Regions from separate parts of the Sus scrofa genome. Here regions 2, 3 and 4 are each linked to region 1. The links are chromatin contacts, called in public Hi-C and HiChIP or PLAC-seq maps. All regions are on one chromosome and are shown on one strand. The core of a region is the stretch at or near the end of the contact, and the rest is flanking DNA. Distances in the headings are between cores, read along the strand shown.

Region 1 (5,974 bases), core at 1,838-4,337:
CCACACCCTTGGCATATGGAGGTTCCCAAGCTAGGGGTCTAATTGGAACTGCAGCTGCCAGTCTGTGCCACAGCCACAGCAATGAGGGATCTGAGTCGAATCCGTGACCTACACCACAGCTCACGGCAACACCAGATTCTTTACCCACTGAGCAAGGCCAGGGATCGAACCCAAGTCCTCACGGATGCTAGTCAGGTTCGCTAACTGCTGAGCCATGACTGGAGCTCCAAAGCAGCTTCTTTTTAAAATTAAAAAAGGTAAAGGAGTTTGGGGTTGGTAGATGCAAACTACTACATTTAGAATGGATAAGCAATTATGTTCTGCTATACAGCACAGGGAACTGTGTCTAATCTCTTGGGGTAGAACTTGAGGGAAGATGAGAAAAAGAATGCATATATATATATACATACGTACATATATATGACTGGGTCACTATGCTGTACAGCAGAAATTGACAACACTATAAATCAACTACACTCTAAAAAAAAAATAAAAAAGGTGCTCAAAGACGGTTATGATTTGAGCACATGAAACAAGCCAGACAGGAACCGGCCAACTTCTCACAGGTGTAGGTGTGATGGCTAACCTCAGTTTTCACAGGAATATTGTTCTGAAATGGTCACTTAATATAAGCTACACCCAGAGGCAGGATGCAAACTGGCCAAGGGGGAGTCTGCATATTTGAGTTTTTTCTGCAGTAGTTCCTCATTCTCCAGGGAGGGAGGTTGGGAACCACTGTGAAGAAGTAGAGGGCAGAGTTTTCACTTGATGTCTGCTGTGGTAAACGTGACTGGCTTTTTGGGGGAGTACCAACTAGTTGCAAGGGCCCCAACTGAAAATTTTTCAAAGAATTCCCTCTCACCCACAACTGTTTTCTCTAAAAGTGGGTCCCCAGGCTCAGGAAGGGTGAGGGGCACCATGCTCTATGGCATGAGAATTTTGTGTTAATTAGTGATCTGACATCTGTTTGGGTTAATCAGATAGAATCCACTCCCTTAGAAATCTATGTTCTCTTGTTATTAAGTGGGCTAAATTCACCTGTGGCTTGGAGCCGACCTTGGCTTACATGCTCACCATATCCCTACCTGGAACACCTCTCAGGTAGCCCTCTCAAATTAAGTCAGGTGGCTGGATCTAAACTCTTCAGCTAACGACCTGGATTCTTCCTGAGGGGTGTGAGACAAACAGATCACAGGGCGCAGAATTGAAATAGGTTACAACAGGTGGAATTCTAAGGAGTGTGTATTTTAAGGCCTCAACAGCCATCATAATTTTTTTTTCTAGAACCAGCATTTGCTTTTAAACCATTATTTAGCACCCCATTCTGGGAAAACTGGGGGTGGTAGGAGAGATTGGTTTGAGAGTTGGTGAGAGAAGTCTAGGTGAAATTATATTTGACAACTGGATGCCTAGTACTCAAGAAAATGGGGGGAGGGACCGGGACTGGGGTCAGTTAAGAGGAAACACCCAGATTGTCTGTTTATGGCAGCTGCAGACTTATCCTGCTCTTGGATATGTCCCTTCCCAAATATGGACTAATTCTTTCACCAATGATCAAGATGGGATACATTGAGAAGGTGCCTTTCTTAGGAGCATTTCTTGCATCCTTAAAATGCCAAGATTCCTAAGCCATCCTTGGTGACTTTGAACCAAGGCAACACAGAGGTCAGTTAGCTGCCTTATTTTATTCCCTGGTGGGATGAGATCTAGTACTGAAAATACTGCCCATATTGACCCACCCATGAAATGTAGTAAGTAAATAACCACCCTTTTATTCTCTAACTCAGCATGTTGGAAAATACTTTCCCTTGACCCCTGCAGCCCATCATGCTTCACATCCAGCCATCATCCAGCCCCTGAAGAATCACTTTTTTTCGGCAGGACGTAGCCAACAGAGGGGCCAAAACTTTGTCCACCTTTCAGTGGAAATTAACCTTTTTTTCTCTAAAGAGATTCCCTCAAACACAGCAGTAGGTCCGCCTAGAGGGCTTGGTGGAGGCGTCGGCCAACCTGCAGGTTTCCCTTTGACCTTGGTTATGACCGAGAGTGTCGCTGTTAATTGCGAGGCTCGCCTCAAGGTAGAAAATAGCATCAGTTTCCACTGCCACCCCAGAGAAGCTAAGTTCTGCTGCCAGGCTCTGGCAGTGAGACAGTCCCTTCCAAGCTCTCTGGCCACCCAGAGCTGCTCGGAGGCCGCCTACAGGTGCAATTCAGGCACTGCGGCCTGGGCGGCGGGACCGGGAGGGTGCGAGCCCTAGCCCATCAGCATCTCTGCCTGGGCAGGACCCCCGCGTGCCCGCTGCCCTCTGGCCTCGTCTGGCTTCCCCTCCTCTGCCCCGGCGCGGTTTGGAAAGGAAGCTGGGAGCCCTCTGAGGCTCCGCAGACTCGGATTTGGGAGGGGGTGGGGCGCGGCCGAGGCTTCCCCTCGAATCTGCGGCCAGCTCGGCTCCGGGAAAGTTTTTCAAAGTTCCCAGCAGCGCCTGCCCAGGTCGCCTCTGCCCGGCAAGCAGACGGCGGCCAGCGCGCCAGCCTCGCCGCCGCCGCTTCTGCCGCCAGCTGCGCGCTCTGGGCGGCTTGCTCACTCGCTCGCGGGAAGCGGGCCGGGCTCCCGGAGGGCAGGCCCTCCTACAGGGGCGAAAGCCGCGGCTGACGCAGGCAGCACGGAAGGCGGAAGCCGCCCCGCTCCGATCGCTCAGGCAGTGCCGAGGCGCCTACACCTGGGGCTCCGACAGGAGGCCAGAGGCGCTCGGCGCGAGGTGCCCAAGGGGGCGGTCCGCGCAGGGGGCCCTGGGCGTCAAACTGGCCCCGCGCGTCCCTGAGCAACGGAGCCTTCATGTTCCTTCCAGCCTCCTGCCCTTCTTCCCGCCTGGACCCAAACACCCGAGGGCAGGGGTCTACGCTGGGCCCTCAGACGTCTACGTGGCCCTGCGCGTCTCCCACCCTCAACCCCTTCTAAGTTCTTTCCAGTACTCCCCCTCCCCATCCTTTGGGAGGGAAGGGGCGTGTCGCTGGTGGTCACGCCCCTCATGAATATTAATAAGCACGCATGCGCCTGTCCTGCGCGCTGGGTAGAGGTGGCCAGCCCCAGCCGCGGCTCCCAGACGGGCTCTCTGAGTCCCTCTCCGAGAGCCGGGCGGGCACGCGTCATTGTGTTACCTGCGGCCGGGCCGCGAGCTGGGCTCGGGTTTTTATTTTTTTATTTTTTTTCCTTCCTCCCCTCCCTCCCTCCTTTCTGAGCAGCTGATCTGAAAGGGAATAAAAGGCTGCGCATAATCATAATAATAAAAGAAGGGGAGCGCGAGAGAAGGAAAGAAAGCCGGGAGGTGGAAGAGGAGGGGGAGCGCCTCAAAGAAGCGATCAGAATAATAAAAGGAGGCCGGGCTCTTTGCCTTCTGGAACGGGCCGCTCTTGAAAGGGCTTTTGAAAAGTGGTGTTGTTTTCCAGTCGTGCATGCTCCAATCGGCGGAGTATATTAGAGCCCGGACGCGGCGGCCGCAGGGGCAGCGGCGACGGCAGCACCGGCGGCAACACCAGCGGCAGCACCAGCGCGAGCAGCAGCGGCGGCGGCGGCGTCCCGAGTGCCCGCGGCGCGCGGTGCAGCGATGCGGTCCCCACGGACGCGCGGCCGGCCCGGGCGCCCCCTGAGCCTCCTGCTCGCCTTGCTCTGCGCCCTGCGAGCCAAGGTAGGAGTCTACCCGGCCCCCCTCCCAGCCCGCCCTCTCGTTTCCCTCGCGGCGCCTGGACGCCTGCGATTGAGCGCCTGTAGCAGCCTCGGGAGCCCCAGGGCTCCTGCTCCTGCCTGGGCCCCTACGCCCGAGAGGCTGCACCTGGGCTGTAGGAGCCCCTGGGCTCCTAAATGTACCCCCAGGCTGGGCAGGGCTTGCTTGCTCCCCGGGAACAGTCGTGTCGGATTTCTCCCACACTCCAGCCTCCTAAGCCCGGGAATCACGTTAAGCCCTTGCACCCAGTTTTGCAAAATTATCTTCACTTGGCGCCAAGGGCTCGTCGGGGCGGGCGGGGAAGGAGTCTCCACTTCCACCCTCGAAGAAAACAACTTTCCCCTGTGCTGACCTCCCTCCCTCCCCTGCCGGCAGGTGTGCTGGGCCTCCGGTCAGTTCGAGTTGGAGATCCTGTCCATGCAGAACGTGAATGGGGAGCTGCAGAACGGGAACTGCTGCGGCGGCGCCCGGAACCCAGGGGACCGCAAGTGCTCCCGCGACGAGTGTGACACGTACTTCAAAGTGTGCCTCAAGGAGTACCAGTGGCGCGTTACGGCCGGGGGGCCCTGCAGCTTCGGCTCGGGGTCCACGCCTGTCATCGGGGGCAACAACTTCAACCTCAAGGCCAGTCGCGGCAACGAACGCAACCGCATCGTGCTGCCTTTCAGTTTCGCCTGGCCGGTGAGTGACTGCCGGGCCGGCCTGGGGTCCGCACCCGCGAGCGGAACCCTGATTTCTCTTGAGAGAGGAGAGGGATTTACAGCGCCTTGGCTGGAAACTCGGCATTAACCCAGGACGTCTTTGGGGTGGGGTGTTAGGGAGCTGAGACTGTGTAGCTAGATCTCAGCAGGCCCCAGTCCCAGTCCTTTTTGCTAAGAGCACACAAGTGAGACCCCAGAGGGGATTGTGGGGCGAGGCTCCCAGGAAGGCCGGTTGAAACTTGCAACTTGAAGGCCCCAGAGTAGCCGCCCGAGCCAGGAGGTCATTATAGATGATCTTTGCTCAACCAATTAAACCTGATGCGCAGTGGAAGGCGGCTCTGCACAATTCTGGCCTTCGAACGCCGTCCAAATTGGCACCTTCCCGTTTCCCGTGAGCAGCCGAGAAGGCGGGTGTGTCCTTCCTGGAGGGTGTGGGGAGCCCGCTTCCCGCTGCTCCCCGGGAGATTTCGGTGCGTGCGGGGGCGCGCTCTGGGCCGGGTGTAAGGCCTGGGTCCACCGCCGCCTCGGGGTGGGGGTGTCCCGGCTTTTGCCGGAGCCCTGGGCCAGGGAGCCTCCGCCCCCTGCCGGTCCCTTCCTGCCCTCGCCCCCGCGCGGTGTAGCCCTTGTGGCCTCACTTCCAGCGGTTCCCGGGCTCGGGAACAGCTGTGTTTGCAAACTTCCCCGGGAAGGGCGGGGGTACGCCCTCGTCCGGCGGGCGCGCGGGCCCTTGCGAGCGTTCGGGGGCGTGCGGAGGCCTGGAAGGGGCGGCCGTTGGAGGCAGCCCCCGCCGGTGCAAGTGCAAAGGACCCCCACCCCGCTAGCCGCTCCAGGCAGTGGCCCTGGCAACATCTCGAAATGGGTGGAAAGATGAGCGCGATTACAGAAGGGGAGGAAAGGGGAAAATGTTGGTGCCCTCTGCCCCGCTCCTGCTGTCCAGGAGGCGTGATACGGTGCCAGGACTGGAGCTTGGCCCGGCCTGTGCTGGGCGGGTGGGTGGTGAGAGGGGGAGCTCGGGGCCCGGGGGAATTACTCGCCGCCACGTGCTCTGATGGGGCGCACTCTGCTGCCTCCTATCGCGGGCTCGGGTTGGGATCGCAACTCTGGGAAGGGAGGGGAGAAAGTCAGCCTTGGAGCGTGTGAGAAGATGGGATGGCTCTCCAGGCCCGCGTTTACTGGAGCTGGCGTTATAAAGTGCCCTCTGCCTGGGTGAGATAAGACAGTTATCAGAAACATGCCATTAAAGGAGACTTATAAAAACCTGTGGTTTGTGGAATTCTTTCAGGATGAAGGACTGAGTCTGTTGTGGGATCTCATTTTTACGAAGAGAGTTTATCTTGTTTGTTAATCCCCTATTAGGGAGAACTTTAAAGAGGCTGGCCACTTTTTAATCTGGCTGGGGCCAAGTTACTGTGACGACCGACCGCCGCCCTTGCCCTTGACAGTGTGTTTGGAGTTTTCCTGGGAAGGGGCCTGCAGGTGGTTCCACCCTCCCAAGGAGGATCGGTCTGGAGCCCCTCGCTTTTCACAAGACCATAAAAGGAATCTTATTACTGA
Region 2 (5,974 bases), core at 1,280-3,779, 510 kb before region 1:
CCAAAGCTCTAAGATTTAGGAAAATTTGTGAAAAAGCAGACTTGTTACTTCCAGATTTGGGGCAGAGGGTAGGTGGACTTGGTCAGGGAGAAAAAGGATGTTCTTCCAATTGCTCTAACATGTATGGTTTTCTACAACCTTGCATGATTATTTCTATCTCTTTCATCTTCATGAAGAATTCAAGATGATTATAAGTGACTGCGGGAAGGGCAATATTATTATCATACTTCCTTTTTTTTCCCCCTTCAAAGCCCAGGGCAATCCCAGCTGTACAAACTTGTGAAACCATAGAATGTCAGATCTGATAGTTTCCTTACAGTGCATCAAATTCAAGCCCCTACTTGACAAATGAGAAAAATCCAGCCCAGAGAAAATAAATGACTGTGCCAAGGTCACAGATTTCCTTATGGCAGTACAGATGTGAGAATCTGGCTCTCTAGATTCCAATCCCAACGGGTGCTTATTATAAGCCTGATACTAAAGGGTGAAGCATGTGAAGGGTTGCAGGCCCTGCAGTGTTGTCTCCTTCCCATGGTGACCACAGATGAATATAGCACTTTCCTGGGTAAACCGTCATGATTCTTTATGTCTCCATGTCGGTCCTTGAAGTGGATAATCAGGAAGGTAATGTCTTTGTTTCTCTCCTCCCACTTAAATATGCTCTAGAAAAATTAAATTCACCCAACATTACTTCAGACATCTCCTTTTCAGAGAAGACTTGTCTGATGATCCTTTATGAAGCAGTGTGTTCCTTCCCCCCCCCTTTTCCCCCATACACTCTGTAATTGGCTTCTGCTGCTGATTTTTTTTCTCCACAGCACTAAGTACCACCTGATGTGTCACAGATTTGTTTATTTTTTGCTTGTGTTTCTTTCTGTCAGATGTCAGAAGGAATCCAAAATTAAAAAAAAAAAAATGCTTGTAAAGAATAGAGAGAACTTCCCTGCTAATGCCAAGGTTGTCTGGTGTTGATTTAAAATCCCCTAGAAAAACAAAGCGTTCTGGTGGTAAGTGGTAGGTATGGGGGAAGAAAGAATTAAGGTAAAGCAAAAGGGGGAGGGGGGCATACAAATGTTGAAAAAGAAGCCACAGACCTTCCATTCATTCTCTGCCCAACCAGGGCCTTGATGGAATGTGCTTATAGTGAAGAAAAATCAGCAATCTGGGTGAGAAATGAGACCTGGAAACACGATGTTAGGCAGAAAGCAACTGACATCAGCTATTTATTGCTGTAATAATGCTGCGTAACAATCCACCCCCAAACTTGGGCTCAAAACTCTAAGTTTCATTGAGGTTGGGCTTGCATGGGCCCATTCACATTTCTGGAGGTCAGTGAGCTGCTGACTGGCTTAAGGTGGCCTCAGTTAGGACAAATGGATGGCCTGGCTCTGGGCCAGTCTCACTCTCCAGCAAGGTGTTCAAGCATGTTGTCTTAGTGGTGACAGAGGAGCATTGAGTGAGTGAGAGGAAGCACACAGGGCATCTCGGGGCTTAGAACAAGCACTGCATAACCTCCACTGTTGGTCCAGGCAAGTCACAGGGACAAATTTAAGGGATAAGGAAATAGACCCCATTTCCTGATGGGAGGGATTTCATAGGGGGAGGCTAGATGGAGGGGTAAAGACTTGAAGTCATACCTGCAATTTGCCATAGCAACTCTGGAAGTCTCATGGCACAGAAGTAGAGCACCTCTGGCTCTCCACAAAGGTGCATCTCTTTGAAAGTTATGCTCCCCACAGGGCCTGGATCTTTGGGAAATTACCACATATATGGATACAATGATGTATATCCATATATATATATGGATATATATATGGGATTATAAATATAGATGTTTATATATATATATATATATAATCAGTTGCCTTTTTAAATATGATCTTGTCAACCGCTCATTCGAATGTACTCTTCAAAGACAATAAGTGAGGCAGGCTTCAAGCCCAGGAGAAGGTATTCTAAGGAAAATGTCACTTGAGTCTGTTTTGTCAGCATCACAGGAAGACAGGAGGGACCATGGTACACATGGGGGAAGAACACGTCAACATCACGCTACCTACATCATTTGCTATTCCCTGTTGCTTACTCTCCCTAACCTTCAACAACTAAAACAGCCGGTTTATTCATCAAAGGGATTGTGACTTTCTTGACCCAGAATCCCAGACATCCTCTCAAAATGTTGGGGAGCAGACCCAGTCATTCTTCCTCTCTCACGTCAATGAAGCAGTTCTGGCACCAGGACACACCCGGTGGCCCTTGGCTGTCCCTTGTCCTCCTTATAATCAGGCACCAAACCTAAGTGGTCCCCACCATCCAGCCACCAGCATCCTCTAGAAGCCTACCAGCCCATCATTTTTTAAAGATGGAAAAAACCTCCTGGAGGTACCTCTGTTTCCTCTCTGCAAGCTGATTATTTTAGGTGAAAAATAGAATACACACACACACAATAAAAGCCAAAGGCTTGCTCATATTCTCCGACTCTAAAGGGGAATTCCAATGGCACGGAGAACGCCCTGTCCCTTCCTCCCACCTTCTCCACCCAGCAGAGGAGGCGGAACCAGCCTTGGGGAGGAAATCGTTTTCCTGTTCCACTGTCTGTAAGCACATTTTTCCAGATCAGTCCTGACTTTTCAATTTCAGAAAGCCTCCACGTCCAAATGAGGCCCCAAGTTGGACCAGCCTCTCGACGTACTTCCTACTTCTCGTTGGTGAAATGTTTATCAGCCTGAAGGGAAATGGCAAAGGTACAGGGCAGCAGAGAGACCTGATACAGAGAGATTGGCTCCTGGCAGCTTGGAGGTGGGGGTAGGGGCGAGCACAGTTATTTTCCATGTGCTCTTATCAGCAGGAAATCTAACTACCTTTAATGCAGCAGGAGATATGGGCCAGTCTCTTGAATCCAACTTTGGGGAGCCCTTCAGATAACTGTCACTCACCTCCCAGACTCATTAATCAGTAACAAGCTGATGCACCCCAGTGAGGAGAACATGAAGAGGGGGCCCGCAAAGACATGTTGAGTAAATCACACTTGCGAGCTGGCACCACACTAGAGAAACTCCAGGCCAAATGGAAGCTAATGTGCCAAGTTAAATCCCAGCACTGTGACTGTGTGTGTCTGTATATGAGAGAGAGAGAAAGAGAGAGGGAGAATGGAGGGCTCAGGAAATAACACACACGGCTCTGAGATCAAAAACTTGAAACATTAACCCTCAAGTCTCTCCCATGCATTCCCATCTCCAGTGAGAATATATTACCTTGTCTCCTGTCTGGGGGAAATAGAGTGAAAAGGTTGGGGAGACACAAAAAAAGATAAAGCTATAGGGCTCTGGGCTCCTGACTTCCTTAGAGACCAAGGTAGATTGTGAAAGACTTAATTTTCCCCCTTTAACTTTTATGAAGCCCGACTCAGCTGTAATGTTTCTCAAATGCCAGCCAGTTTCCAGCCAGGATTTTCCAAGTGCATCTAATTGCCCACTTTATCACCAGCCCTATCAGGTAAATGGTGTTCCACGTCCGCTGGGCCTGGTGAAGGTTGACACTGGGACTTGTCAGGCAATGGATCACAGAGCCAGAGAGGGGGCCCCTTGCACCACATTCCTGCATGAGGGTGACAGTAAATTATGACATCTGCCAGGAAGATCGGAACACGGCTGTGCTACCGGATGCACCTAAGCGGCACAACCAGGAAGGCTTTTAGGATGTGATTGGAGATGTGTCTGAGAGCTCTTAAAGGGACAAAGAGCCTCTTTCCCCAGCCACAGTGGGACAGAGCAGAACACAGAACATTGGGTTTTTTCTTTGATGATGGATAAAGACCTATTTTTATGTTTGGGTCAATAATAATGCTACTTGGCAATTAAATCCGTAGTTTAATTTGTGCTCCTAATCACCCTCTTAGGAGCCTCAAAGCTGCTCAAAGGAACGGCTGTTATCATGCCCAGACTTTGTAAAGGAACTAAGATGGAGCCTGGCTAGGGGATTTGGCATGGCCTTAAACCTGGGTCTCCAGACCCCTCAAAACATGCATTCTTCACTTTACCAAGCTCTTCTCCATCTTCTTCTCCAAAAGTGTCTTGTTCATTGTAGCTTTGGGACTATGGGTTGTCATTTTGTAAACGCATGGCTTTTCATCTAAATCTCTACAGAACGGACACTGAAACTTTGTATCAAAAAAAAAAAAAAAAAAAAGGCAATACAAAATGAAACACCAAAACCCAAAGGGAAGAAGAATCCTCTTGCTAATCCAACTTGATTTGTTTTTAAAGGAAATGATGGGGAAAATAAATAAATAAAATAAGAAAGAGGAAAAAATGCTCAACATCGCTGATTATAAGAGAAATGCAAATCAAAACTACCATGAGATACCACCTCACACCAGTCAGAATGGCCATCATTAATAAATCCACAAATAACAAGTGCTGGAGGGGCTGTGGAGAAAAGGGAACCCTCCTGCACTGCTGGTGGGAATGTAAACTGGTACAGCCACTATGGAGAACAGTTTGGAGATACCTTAGAAATCTATACATAGAACTTCCATATGACCCTGCAATACCACTCTTGGGCATCTATCCAGACAAAGCTCTACTTAAAAGAGACACATGCACCCGCATGTTCATTGCAGCACTATTCACAATAGCCAGGACATGGAAACAATCCAAATGTCCATCGACAGATGATTGGATTCGGAAGAGGTGGTATATATACACAATGGAATACTACTCAGCCATAAAAAAGGATGACATAATGCCATTTGCAGCAACATGGATGGAACTAGAGAATCTCATACTGAGTGAAATGAGCCAGAAAGACAAAGACAAAGACAAATACCATATGATATCACTTATAACTGGAATCTAATATCCAGCACAAATGAACATCTCCTCAGAAAAGAAAATCATGGACTTGGAGAAGAGACTTGTGGTTGCCTGATGGGAGGGGGAGGGGGAGGGGGTGGGAGGGATCGGGAGCTTGGGCTTATCAGACACAACCTAGAATAGATTTATAAGGAGATCCTGCTGAATAGCATTGAGAACTATGTCTAGATACTCATGTCGCAACAGAAGAAAGGGTGGGGGAAAAAACTGTAACTGCAATGTATACATACATCTAAGGATGACCTGACCCCCTTGCTGTACAGTGGGAAAATAATAAAAAAAAAATATAAGAAAGAGTACGTAAGTGTCTGGCAGCCTGAATTTGATAGCATAATTGATCATTTATTGAAGATTTCAATGGAACAAGTTGGAATTTCAAACTCCACACAAGACGGGAAGGGTAAAGGTGTAACTTGAAATATGTGGGGACTTCGGAGGTTCTTTGAGTTCGACGATAGCCTAAGATTCAAACAGACAGCAAAGCCAAGAATCTAAACTTGAGATCATATGCAACATAGTTTATGGGATATTTATTTATTTATGAGGTATGGGAATTTTTCACAAGGGAAATACTCAGCCTTTAAGTTTATAAAGAGAAAAGGAGGCAGTTTTGTGGGTGTAGATGCCATGACTGCTGACCTAAAATGATGATAGTACAACTTGTCCATTAAATGCCCCACCTTCAAGAAGGTCTCCCAAGCAGCCCCACTTGTAAATGAGAGACAGGCTTTGGATTTGTCAATGCTACACAGAAAATTGATGGTGTAAAGAGATCAAGATTTGATTTGATGCCTGGCAAGATGACTTATTTCTCAATGATCCTCAGCAAGTCATTTAACTTCTCTATGCTTAATTTTCTCATCTTAAAGTGTGAACACGACCATTTTGTGGGGTTGCATCAGGGTTAAATGAGAACCTGGATATAAGAGCATTTTGCTGTTTTTTCATCTGAAAACAACCTAGAATTTATTGGAAGTTGTGCCAGGCCCTTAGGGATTGAAAAAGAAAATGGCAGTATTCATTTTATCCTGTATTTAGCTGCTATTTATTGGGTACTTAGTATATGCAAGGGGCTCTGCTAACAACACTGATATCTTCTAAAA
Region 3 (5,974 bases), core at 2,370-4,869, 440 kb before region 1:
CCTTTCTCCTCTTTTGCTTGTACTATATGTCAAGTTTAAATTCTTCTGCTTACCTCCCAAGTTTCTTCATAACATACCACCTCTCCAAGTGTGTTTTCCATTATTGGTCTTCCTGGTTACCATCCAAGGCTCGGCATCATCCCTGGAGGTACATTCATTTTATGTTCCAATTGTTATTCCCCCAACCATTCACTGCTTATTTCTTCACTTTCATTTGCCTTTCTTCTATATTTTTATGGCATATTATCCATATCACATAATGTGGGCAACCTCACTAAGGTGATGGTTAAGTGATGCTCAAAGGATGAAAATGACTCAGCTCACAGAGCATGGAGTGGAGGGTGAAACGGCTTATGCAAAGACCCTGTGATGGTCTGTGGGTGGGGAAAGGGGGAGGAATAACTGTGTTTGAGAAACTGTAAGGAAAGAAATTATGTGTTAAGAAATATCATTTAAGAAAATGTAAAAGGCCATTGTATCCGACATGTAGCTTAAAGGAGAAGATGGATGTGAGAAGAGACTGGATAACAGTCAGAGGCCAGATCATGACAGATATTGGCAGCTATGGGAATGGATTTTGTTCTAAATTCAAACTGATCTAAGGTCATTTACATTAAAGAGGAGGAGGTCACTTACTGGAAGATAATGTATGCTTCCTTGTAAAGAATGAATAGCAAGCAGTAAGACACCAAAATAAAGGTAATTTTGATGACGTAGATGAGAGAGAAAGATGACTTGGATCTGGTTTTAGCAGTGAAGTCAGAGAATTTCAAAAGAACATTCAGGAAGGAGGATTGGTAGATTATACTCATGAATTGGATGTGAGATATATGAGAAAGTGACAAATGAAGGGTGATTTCTATATTTCAGGCTTGAGGAATTGTGTGTATTTCCTAGAATAGAGCAGACTAGGAGTGAGAGAATAGGTACATTGAATTAAGACTTCAGTTTTCGATTTAGCTCCAGGCAAAAGTGGATTAAGTAGTTTTGGCCCATCTCTGCTTTCCCAAAAACAACAGGAAGAGCTGAAGAAAATGGTTTCAAATCTACTTAAAGGCACTGGAGGGCTTCTGAGGTAGTGAAAATTTGGAGGGTACACAATCCACAAAACAGAGGAAAATCCGGAGACATGATCCGGCTATTTGGTTTCCATGTTTCCCCTCAAGGCTTTTGCTCATTTTGAAAGTGGAAGAAGAGAAGCTGAAAGGCTCATCAGAGATTTTGCTAGGTTTGCATTGTTAGAAGGACAGAAACTGGAGTACACTGCACACCAAGGAAGAAGATCCTTGGTAAACACTCAGTCTTTGGTTGGTACCTTGAAGACCACACATAAGGAAGAAAGGTGAACTGGAAGTAGCCCAAACCTCATGGAGGCTGAACCCATATTTAAATCATCTTAATTCCCAAAGGGATTAAAGTGATATAGGATTGTCAGTGACCAATTTCGCTGTCTACCAGAAACAAAGAGAAATCCTCTCTGGAGAAAGATAGAAATCAGCCAGAGCTCCAAAACACCTCTAAAATTTATGAAATACAATATCTTATATTAAAAAATCTTTAACTAGTATACCAAAGAGGGCATAAAAAATGATGAAAAAGTGAGAGGAAATAGATAATAGAAACAGACCCTCAAGATGTCTTGAATATGAAGATACCGAATATGAAATTAAGTATTAGTGAAATATTCAAGAAATTTTTTAAGATAGGAAGAAGTTTGTAATAAAACAAATTGTTTTTAAGATAAAATGAAAAGTACAGAACTTTAAAAATGCAATAACAAATATTAAGAACACAGTGAATGATTTTTAAAAACATTTGTAAAAAGTTGAGGAGTGAATGAATGAAACTGAACAGAGATCAGGAAGAAATACACACACTAACATTTGAAAGGAAATATTAATGAAAAGTACAGGAAAGAATGTAAAAATCATATGGGAGATATTGAAAGTTTCTAACAAACATACAGGTATTTGGAATCCCAAGAGGAAAAGAGAGAGAGAATGTGACCGAACAATATTTGAAAGATAATAGTTAGGAGTTTTTCCTAAGTGACAAAAGACATCAAGCCATAAATTTAAAAGGCACACAATACTATTAAACAAATTTTAAAAAAGACAATTCATCAATACTAAAATATAAAGTTCATTTAACATCTGAAAGATCAATATATAATTATTTTGATTTTTTGAAATAATTATATATTTTTATATAATTTTATATATAAAAATTTATATATAAATTATTTACCACATTAATGGAAAAAAGGAGAAAGAAAACATTTCAATAGATGTAGAAATAGCATTTGATATAAGTGGCAGAAGTTTGTAATAAAAAGTCTTAATTAATAAATACACCAAAAAATTAGAAAGTAGAGAGCAGACATGCAATATAATTAGCAAACCTGACCTCAGGCTATTAGACCATTGCTCCTGCAAACTTCAGAAATTGCATCTTTCTCAAATATTTATGGACATTTCCAAAGTCATAATATTTTGTGCTATAGAGAAAATCTCACTGAATTTCAAAATCCTTGAAATAATATAAAGGATGTACTCTAAACACAGTGGAACTAAGCTAGAGACCATAAAAAAAGATAAACAGAAAATCTCTATTTTGAAATTAAATAGAACAAAACATCTCTAAATAACCCAGAGGGTCAAAAAGAAAACATGAAAATTAGAAAATATTTTGAACTAAATGAAAATATGACATATCAGAACTTATAAAATATAACTAAAATTGTGCTTATAAAGGGACATGTATAGCATTAAAAATGTATATATTAGAAAAGAAGAATAGCTAGAAGTCAATCATCTAAGTGTCCCTGTCAAGAAGTTAGAAAAATGAACAACATAGTGAATACAAAGGAAATAGAAAAGGGAAGTAATTAGCATAAAAATAGAAACTGATTAAAACAATTGACATACAAAGCTAAATGGTGACTCTTCAAAAAGAATAATAAAATATCCTCCTGGTGATACTGATGGAGAGAGAGAGAGCACCCGAAAGGGTCAGAGAGAGGGAAGGAAAAAGAGGCAAAGAATTACATTTGAACAACAAATAGTTAACATCAGTAATGAAAAGGAATCACTAAAGATCCTAAGACATTTAAAAAAAAAAAAAAAAAAAACAGGCTATGACAACTTCATGCCAGTAAATTTTAAAATTAAGGGGAAGTGAATACCTGTCCAGAGGTATACCACTCATCAAAATGTGCACAAGGAAAAACAGAAAATAAGTTTGTAAATGAATTTTTTTAGGCTTATAAGAATTTGGCCTAACTTTCTGTGAAGCATGATGTTTCCGGTCTCCTGATTACCTCTCTACAGGATCCAAGAATCTCCTATGGACCACAAATCTGATTTCACCTAGATCTTCCACTTGTTCTTTTAGGAAAAACTGCATAACTGTGAGTAGGAAAATTTATTGTTGGTTTTTCTTTGTTCCCTCAAAGTTGCCTCTTCTTTCATCATAGGTGAAAAGACTTCAACCTCATGGCTCTTAAGACTCATGAAGAGAACTAACTGCCAGATTCATTAGCAAATACCGAGATTGGGTTCCTAGAACATTCCAGGGGACCTCACTCAACTCTCAAAACATGGGATGGACCTATGTTTGCCAAAAATTCAGAGTCATCATTCTGAATTCATTCATTCTGAAGTCATCAGAATGGCCTTCACAAATAACCTCAGAAGTTAATTATTATTTGGAAACCAATATAACTGTTATAACTCCCAGAATTCCAGTCAGTTCAGAGCTATAGTTATACCCTAACATCTGACAAAGTGTCTGGCACATAGTAGGCCCTCATTAATTTCCTGATGAATGAATGTCACATACAAGTGAGCGGGAAATGTAAATAAGAAATTTGAGGACAGCTCATAATCAAATACTGAAGATCCAAAATGAAGTAATGCTTCAACTTGTAATATCATTGCATTGTTTATCAAGTTTTGAACAAAATACAACTAGTCATATTTTCATTGCCGGGGTAAATAAGTCTGTTGCCCCATAAAGAACTAACTTGTCTTCAAGCTCATATTCTACCAATTCATGAGATTCAGATTAGTATAGTTTAACTTAAACTGCTACATATAATCAATTGAGCTCAAAATTCTTTCACAACCCACTTTTCCAGACCTGAGAACATATTTCAGACTTGAAGATTGACTGTCATCATTTCTTCCTCTACCCAAACTAATAAGCCAATCCTTTCCATAGTAACAGAAAAAAGGAATGGGAAGGAGTAAAATAGTCCATAAAAGTTAGCACAATTAGATAGATATGTAGACACAAATACAACTGGCAGTAGGATGATTAGTATAAATTTCAATACCACAACTTTTGGAGGAATGGCACAACTTTATTGCAGCCTTACCACTTGTGAACGATGTAGTCACTGCTGGTCTGTGGCAGTGAATGCGCTTCATAGCACCCAAACACCATCAAAGGTTCTTTATTTACCTTACATCTGCCAATAACCCATGTTCTCGAATTTTCTGTGTAAAAGAGCTCCATGTGGGTCAGATTTAATTTCTTGCAGAAATACGATATGTCACTTCCAATAAAAGCAACAAGGAAAGAGAGATTCACACACTAACTTATCAAGGATGGCAGCTCATGCTGGTGTTTGGAATAGTTTGGAGGTATTGTTTTGTTTACTGAGCCATCAAGTTCAAAGGAAGGTGCACAAGCCTGATTAGAATGGCCTTCCCAGAACTGTTTTCCAAATAGAAAACATATGCCCCTGTGGGGAAAGCTCTTCATTCCCAGATCCAAGTGATTATGAAAACAGCTTGACTCTGGGGAAGGAGAATCTAGAATAATATCTTTCTTTAACATAGTACTGTCCCGAGGAAAGTCTAGGGCAAACTTCTGATGGCCAAAGTAAAAGGCACACCAAGAGTGACTACAGGCTTTTACTTAATGTAGATAGACACCAAGAGGAGACTTAGACACTGTTATGTTCAATCCTCTGTAGATTCCTCCAGCACAGGTTAATGGACACCTCAGAAGATCACCTGATTAGACCTGAAACCACATAGCAAATCCATGGCCAAGTTAGAGCCCTTGTGCTGGTCTCTCTCTCTCTCTTTTTTTTTTTTTTAAGTGTATTGATTTACAATGTTGTTAGTTTCAGGTGTACAGCAAAGTGATTCAAATATATTTACAATTCTTTTTTTTTTTCAGATTGTTTTCCCTTATAGGTTATTGCAAGATGGTGAATATGGTTCCCTGTGCTACATAGCAGGTCCTTCTTTGTCTATTTTATATTTAGCAGTGTGTATCTGTTAATCCTACACCCCTAATTTGTCCCTCCCCATCCTTCTCTTTTGGTAACCAAAAGATTATATTCTATGTCTGTGAGTCTGTTTCTGTTTATAAATATGTTTATTTGTATCATTTTTTAGGTTCCACAAATCAATGATATCATATTTGTCCTTCTCTGTCTGACTTATTTCACTTAGTATGATAATCTCTAGTCCATCTAAATTGCTATAAATGATATTATTCATTCTTTTTTATGGCTGAGTAATATTGCATTTTATGGCTGAGTAATATATATATATATAATAATCATATATATATCACAGATTATTTATCAATTTATCTGTTGATGAGGTTGCTTCTATATCTTGGCTATCGTAAATAGTGCTGCTATGAACTTTGGGGTTCATGGATCTTTTCTAACTAGAATTTTTGTGTTTTCTGGGTATATGACCCAGAGTAAGATTGCTGGATCATATGGTAACTCTATTTTTAGTTTTTTTAAGGAACTTCCATACTGTTCTCCATAATGGCTGCTGGTCTCTTGATTTATAATTCAGCCTTCAGTATTATATCATGCTAGCATCAGAATACATTTTAAAAACTTCATGTAGATAAAAAATTAGGGGAAAATTAACACTTGATATGATGATAGGGCTGAAAAGATATAGAGATAAGTCATTTAATACAGAGGAAATCCTACATA
Region 4 (5,974 bases), core at 1,951-4,450, 270 kb after region 1:
CAAGGGCAGGGATTGAACCTGAAACCTCTTGGTTCCTAGTCAGATTCCTTAACCACTGAGGCACGACGGGAACTCCTTAAGTACTTTTCTTACATTAACTTATCTGACCCTCATATATCAAACCTATTTTACAAATGAGGAAACTAAGGCATAGAAGGGCTAAGTAATCTGCTCAAGATCATACAGCTGTAGCTGGAGGAGCCAGGATTTGAATTAGGGTTCCTCAAATTTCCTCCAGAGGATCTCAACCTCTACTGATACTGGTCTAGAGTTGTTTTTTGTTTTTGTTTTTGTTTTTTAAAGCACTCCAGTGATCTGCATGAGCAGCCAAAGTTGAGAACCCCTGAGATAAATTAGATTTAGATTTCTCATTTAGGCAGATTAAGCAAAGTTCAAAAAAAGCTTTGGTAGGCGTTCCATTGTGGCTCAGCCAGTTAAGAATCCAACATAATGTCCATGAGGATGCCGGTTCAATCTCTGGCCTCACTCAGTGGACTAAGGATCTGGAATTGATGTAAGCTGCAGCATCACTCACAGATGTGGCTCAATCCTGCACTGCTATGGCTGTGGCTTAGGCCAGCAGCTGCAGCTCCAATTCGACTCCTAGCTTGGGAACTTCCATATGCACAGATGAAAAAAAAAAGGCTTTGGTAAACTATGGCCCAATGTTTTCAAGTCAATACTAAACTACTGAATACATGTAGCATTTTGATTCAACTTTAAATAAGTTAAAAGTAAAAATACACAAACATGACATGAGATGTTGTCATAGAACAAACTACCTAACAATATACCCAACTGACAAATTCTCAACTTTTTAGAGGGCTAAATTAGCATCACGAAATCAAGCTGATGGATAAAAGCATGGGAAAATGTGCCATATGTCCACTGCCTTTAAAATATGGAATTGACACTGTACTGTGAATTATTTCAGAAGCACAGGTTGAAAAGAGACAGTCTTTGCTTTCATTTTATTTTTTTAGTCTTTTTGCCTTTTCTAGGGCAGCACCTGCGGCATATGGAGTTTGCCAGGCTAGGGGTCTAATCGGAGCTGTAGTCACCAGCCTACACCAGAGCCACAGCAATGCAGGATCCGAGCTGTGTCTGCAACCTACACCAGAGCTCATGGCAACGATGGATCCTTAACCTGCTGAGCAAGACCAGGGATTGAACCTGAAACCTCATGGTCCCTAGTTGGATTCGTTAACCCTGAGCCACAACGGGAACTCCCAGTCTTTGCTTTTAGTCCATGGTGGGAATCCCTGCTCTTGGAACTTTAAGCTGCAAATTTTTTTTTTTTAAAGACCACACCTGTGCCATATGGAAGCTCCCAGGCCAGGGGCTGAATAGGGGCTGCAGCTGCCAGCCTACACCACAGCAACACCAGATCTGAGCGGCTTCTGCAGCCTACACTGCAGGCCATGGCAACACCAGATCCTTTAACCCACTGAGAGAGGCTAAGGATCCCGCATCCTCCTGGATACCAGTTGAGGTCTTAATCTATTGAGCCACAACAGGAACTCCCGAGGTGCACTTCTTAAGGAAGATTCTGACTCAGTGGGCCTTGGGATGGAGTAAGACTGTGTTGCTAACAAGCTCCCAGGTGATGCTGATGTGGTTGATAGACCACACTTGGAGCAAAAGGCCTTAAGTAATTTGAATATTGGTTGTAAAATTAGCCAGTTGGCCTACAAATATAGTTATGTCTAGAATCCAAGAAATAAGTATCGACACCATTTATTTCTAGTCCAGGAAATAAAGGGGCAGGGGAGCAGAAAGAGCAAGCAAATATTTGTTTGTACAGTGTAGCGGTTCTAAGAACCATAGAATACTTTTACTTGCCCTGAGTAACTGTCAAAGAGATATAATGAGATAAAAGATCCCATTTTGTTTGTTTGTTTGAATTTACCGCATAATCTTTATGACCTAGTACACACTAGGTACTCAACAAATGTACTGAATGAATCAATGAGAAGTATACACAAACACCATCTGAATTGTTTGTCACAACCCCAAAAAAATGTCTGGGAAGGGTAATCTATTTGTACACATAGATGTTGAAACAAACACCTGGCCCATTCGTTGTACTTCATTTTATTCCTCAAAAAAAGTAATTTTCCAGACCAACACTTTCACTGTAAAGCCCAGGCTTCCCGAACCCTTAGGTTTAACAACTTTTTAGCTCTTCAAAGACAGTGGAGAGAGGTGGAAGCATAGGGAGAAGGATTCAGAAAAGGTTCAATAATCAAAGGGAAAACACCAAAGGGGGAGAGGAGATGGGCAAACAGTTTAGTTCAAGTGAAGGAACATCTTAGGTGGTCAGGATTTCCAAGTTCTTACCTATGATGGTGACAGGGTTTGGGTTCGGGCTTTTATTTGTTTTGTTACTCTCCAGGGTCACTGATGAAGTAGTACCTGGCTGTGCAAACTCAGACTGAAACAGCAGCAGGCTCTCAAGCCAATCTTTAGAAGCTTGGGGATTCGTGCTTCCGCCTTACTTTCCGCTTCCCAGAGACTGCCTGCGCGCGCAGAGGAAAACAGCCGCCGCCCAAACACAAGATGAGCTGGGTAGCCTCACGATGGGCTTGAAGCCACAACCAGGATCTAAGATGGCGACGAAACACTAAGCGAGGCCCCAGAGAGCGCGAGAGATCTGCCCAAAAGAAAAATGGCCTCCGCTCAGGACCTCACGGCTTTCAATACAGCCCAAAACAAGAATGGCGGCAAAGGACGTCTATTTAGAGGCTGAGAACGACATGAACACGATTGACCGGTGAAGAATTACAGTACCCACATTGCTAGACGGCTGGGGTGATCGAGGAAAAAATAAAGTGAACATTTCTGTAGTTCAGAGTGCTTCTTGACACTGGAAAATTACTAGCACAAGGATGGGACTATTCCCCCGAAACTTCGATAGAGAAAAGCAGGGAAAACACAGGTTGGAAAGTAAAGGTGGCTTTCACAATGCCGGATAAATTTTTAAATCGCCATAAACAAAATTTATTCAACAATCCTTTTGAATGGGACAGGAGAATACAAGTTTTGTCCTCGATCTAAAAAGCAAGATGGGAGATAGCGCGGAAATTATCTAACTGCTGAAGGGCACAGAATTAGAACGCTCCCGACTTCCCCGTAAAGCCCCCAGAAAGAGGACTAAGGGCAGAAGCTGCTAAATTGAGCGCCACGGGCTCGCTCTGCGCATGACTACTCTGCAACCCCATCCAGAGAAGAGGTCACTGTCAATTCCTTTTCTCCTGGTTTTCCAGGCAGCCACAAAGGAAGGCGGGGAATTGGCGAGGAACGACAGAATTCGGCGCTTTGGAATTGGTCAAATCGGGGAAGCCTCGGAGCCGCGGAGAACTGTTGATCACGTTTTCATAAAAAGAACCTCTTAAGCGCGCGCCTTATGGAAGATGCTGTGCTTTAAGTCCATTCGATCTGTTATTTAAGTTTTTCAGTTTCAACTATTTGCTGAGATTGACAGTAAGCTCCGCACCCTTTCCCTTCTGGTCCGGCCCACCGCGTTCTGGGCTGGGAGTGTCACTAAAACCCGGAAGAGCATAATATAAGCGGAGCCGGCGCCACCCGCAGAATTGCGCATGCTCCATCTCTAAGCGCGGGGCACCAGTTGCCTGGACAGGCGGCGGCGGGTGAGTGGGTCTCGGTGTCTGGGTCCTGCTGGTAGTGGCGGCGGCCGGAGGCGGCGCAGCGGTCGGTGCGCAGGTGAGAACGCTGGATCCGCCGGTGAAAATGCCAGCTCTCTACCTGGCCGAAGAAAGGGATGGGGGGCATTTGGGTGGCTCCTCCCTGCTCAGAAAGGTCACTGGTGTCACTGAAGGATAGTTGGGAGCGGGGGCAAGGAGTAGGCTGGCTCCGTAGAAAGCCAAAATTTTACCTTTAAAACAGCTATGGGCAGTGATGATTTGCTGCAGGAAGGAATATGAATCGCGAGGAGGTGTTCCAGTGGTTGGGTAGAGTTGCCGGTGTAGACCCTCTCCGTCTCCCATCTGTGCGACCACACTGTAAAGTAGACGGAAAAATGTCCCAGTGAAAGCACCGATTGCACTTGCGCTGCCTCACCTGTGTCTGGGAGGTGAGAGCCGCCCTCTGACGTGGAAGTAGATGTTTGACCTTTACACAGCGTGGTAGTACCAACTCTGAAAGCAGAAGGAGGACTCGGGGCTTTGGACGTTCTGGGGATGGAAATCTTTTTGAGGTGGAGACCCTCTGAGGTCATATGCATCCTCCTCCCAAATTGTATCTTCCCCAAATCCTGTTGCTGTTTCAGAGGCTACAGAGCCTCTATTCTGGCGGTTTCATTCATTTGTAAATGAACACCATCACTTTATATTCGTATTTGTCACACTGTGCTGAGTTAGCAGATATAGCAGTGACCAAAATAGACATGGTCCCTGCCCACATGGAGCTTATAGTCAATGATGGGCGGGAAAACGATAAATGTCCACATTGATAAGTGAACAAGAGGTTTCCAGATTGTGCGGGATTGAGTTCCCTGAGAAGCAGACCCTAAGGAGTTGTGGGCAGGACGTTTATTAGGGATGACTTTTTGGATCTTGCTAAGGAAGAAAAGCAGGATTGGGTATATAGGAAAAGATGAGCTCCAGGGTGATCCCAAGGATGGCCTCCACCAGGCGCACAAAAACTCTGGGCCTGGATTGACCCTTAAAGTCAGCCCAGGAGTTCCTGCTGTAGCTAATGGGATGGTCTGTTTCTCTGGAGCACTGGAACGCAGGTTCAATCCCCACTCCAGCACAGTGGGTTACGGATCCTGTGTTGCTGCAGCTGCAGCATAGGACACAACTGCGGCTCTGATGATCTCTGGCCCAGGAACTCCATATGCTTCAGGTTGGCCAAAAAAAAAATGAAAGAAAGTCACAGTCAGCCCATGTTGGAAGGAAGGGCTGGACCTTTATACTCCTGCACTGATCAGTCATTAGATACCCATTGCTCTGGGAAGAAGGCGTGACTTTGACCCTTTTCAGCCAGTCAATCCTGAAGGGGGTTAACGTCTGTCTCAGTATTCCCAGGAGCTTTAGTCCCACAGGAATCTCCAGAAGGGCCTATATTTATATATGATTTATATTAAAGAGAAATACATAAGAATCCTCATGTAGCCCCATGCTACAGACTGGTGAAATCAAGTCAGGAAAGAAGTACTGTGCTTAAAATTGTTAAGTTGTGGAGGTTAGAATTTGGAGCCCATCATTACTCAAAGCTTCATCACACTAGGAGTCATATTTAATCTCTTGGTAACTTTAACTTTATTAACTATTATCAGAAAAACAGATAGGGGATAATCACCCTGTCTTTGCTGTTTTGCTCTGCCCTTGAGTTTTCCAGTTTCCTTCGTGATTAGCTTTCCTGGCCCTCAGTTTAGGAGCCTGTTGTCTTTTTTTTTTTTTTTTTTTTTGGCTTTTTTGGGTGATACCCATGGCAAATGGAGGTTCCCAGGCCCAGAGCTGTAGCTGCTGGCCTACACCACAGCCACAGCAACGCAGGATCCCAGCTGCCTCTGCAACCTATACCACAGCTCACGGCAACACCAGATCCTTAACCCACTGAGCAAGGCCAGGGATCAAACCCAAATCCTCATTGATCTTAGTCGGGTTTGTTAACCACTGAGCCACAAAGGGAACTCCCCCTGTTATCTTTTTTTTATAACATCCTGGAATCTGATTACAGATCTGCTGGCCTCTAATCAGAATAGCTCCGAAGACCTCAGAACCTCTTTCTTGAGAATCTGAGTGTTTTTATTCAAATATCAACTAACTGGAACTGCCTATAGTTTATGGACCCACTTCCCTTAGTCATTCCAGACCTATCCTGGTCTTTTTACGCTCAGATTTGACTCTAGTAATGTTTTTTACTTTTGAGGTAATCAGAATAAAAAGAATAGCTAACAGTCACTGAGTCCAGCCTACGTAGCAGGCACTGTGTTAATTGACAACAGCCT

The links. A called contact is a pair of places that touch in the nucleus more often than the background predicts. HiChIP or PLAC-seq counts read pairs in DNA pulled down with a chosen protein or histone mark.
Region 2: a Hi-C map of subcutaneous adipose tissue shows a contact between it and region 1, with 1.7 times the contacts expected there. The contact joins the enhancer-like site here to the promoter of JAG1 in region 1. A contact is called at or near these places in 1 of 5 promoter capture datasets (liver), 5 of 47 Hi-C or Micro-C datasets (alveolar macrophages, fetal heart ventricle, heart right ventricle and 2 more) and 1 of 2 datasets of contacts at active chromatin or transcription factors (skeletal muscle).
Region 3: a Hi-C map of embryonic fibroblasts shows a contact between it and region 1, with 3 times the contacts expected there. The contact joins the enhancer-like site here to the promoter of JAG1 in region 1. A contact is called at or near these places in 6 of 47 Hi-C or Micro-C datasets (alveolar macrophages, embryonic fibroblasts, fibroblasts and 3 more) and 1 of 2 datasets of contacts at active chromatin or transcription factors (skeletal muscle).
Region 4: a contact with region 1 is called in an H3K27ac HiChIP or PLAC-seq map of alveolar macrophages. The contact joins the promoter of MKKS here to the promoter of JAG1 in region 1. A contact is called at or near these places in 1 of 5 promoter capture datasets (liver), 6 of 47 Hi-C or Micro-C datasets (heart right ventricle, liver, psoas muscle and 1 more) and 1 of 2 datasets of contacts at active chromatin or transcription factors (alveolar macrophages).

The regions. Positions count from the first base shown.
Region 1 is chr17:19,626,772-19,632,745 of Sscrofa11.1, reverse strand. JAG1 (protein jagged-1) reads left to right here and starts at 3,087. Exons shown (of 26, transcript XM_005672699.3): 1 at 3,087-3,683; 2 at 4,095-4,400. The coding sequence starts at 3,603.
Region 2 is chr17:20,135,941-20,141,914 of Sscrofa11.1, reverse strand. All of the region lies in intron 7 of LOC106506610 (a long non-coding RNA gene), which reads right to left. All of the region lies in intron 2 of LOC110257380 (a long non-coding RNA gene), which reads left to right. Among named protein-coding and RNA genes, the nearest start is that of TRNAC-ACA, 25 kb to the left of the region's middle. Within about 2 kb of position 2,529, at least 10 of the 83 cell types and tissues checked have an H3K27ac peak or open chromatin away from gene starts, as enhancers often do.
Region 3 is chr17:20,065,981-20,071,954 of Sscrofa11.1, reverse strand. It overlaps LOC106506610 (a long non-coding RNA gene), which reads right to left. Exons shown (of 8, transcript XR_001302031.2): 3 at 54-142. It overlaps LOC106506612 (a long non-coding RNA gene), which reads left to right. Exons shown (of 3, transcript XR_002339933.1): 3 at 3,476-5,192. Among named protein-coding and RNA genes, the nearest start is that of TRNAC-ACA, 95 kb to the left of the region's middle. Within about 2 kb of position 3,619, at least 1 of the 83 cell types and tissues checked has an H3K27ac peak or open chromatin away from gene starts, as enhancers often do. A contact at or near this core is called in embryonic fibroblasts, where this site is marked.
Region 4 is chr17:19,360,233-19,366,206 of Sscrofa11.1, reverse strand. It overlaps MKKS (McKusick-Kaufman/Bardet-Biedl syndromes putative chaperonin), which reads left to right and starts at 3,200. Exons shown (of 6, transcript XM_001928784.6): 1 at 3,200-3,723. It overlaps SLX4IP (protein SLX4IP), which reads right to left and starts at 2,480. Exons shown (of 12, transcript XM_021078052.1): 1 at 2,341-2,480.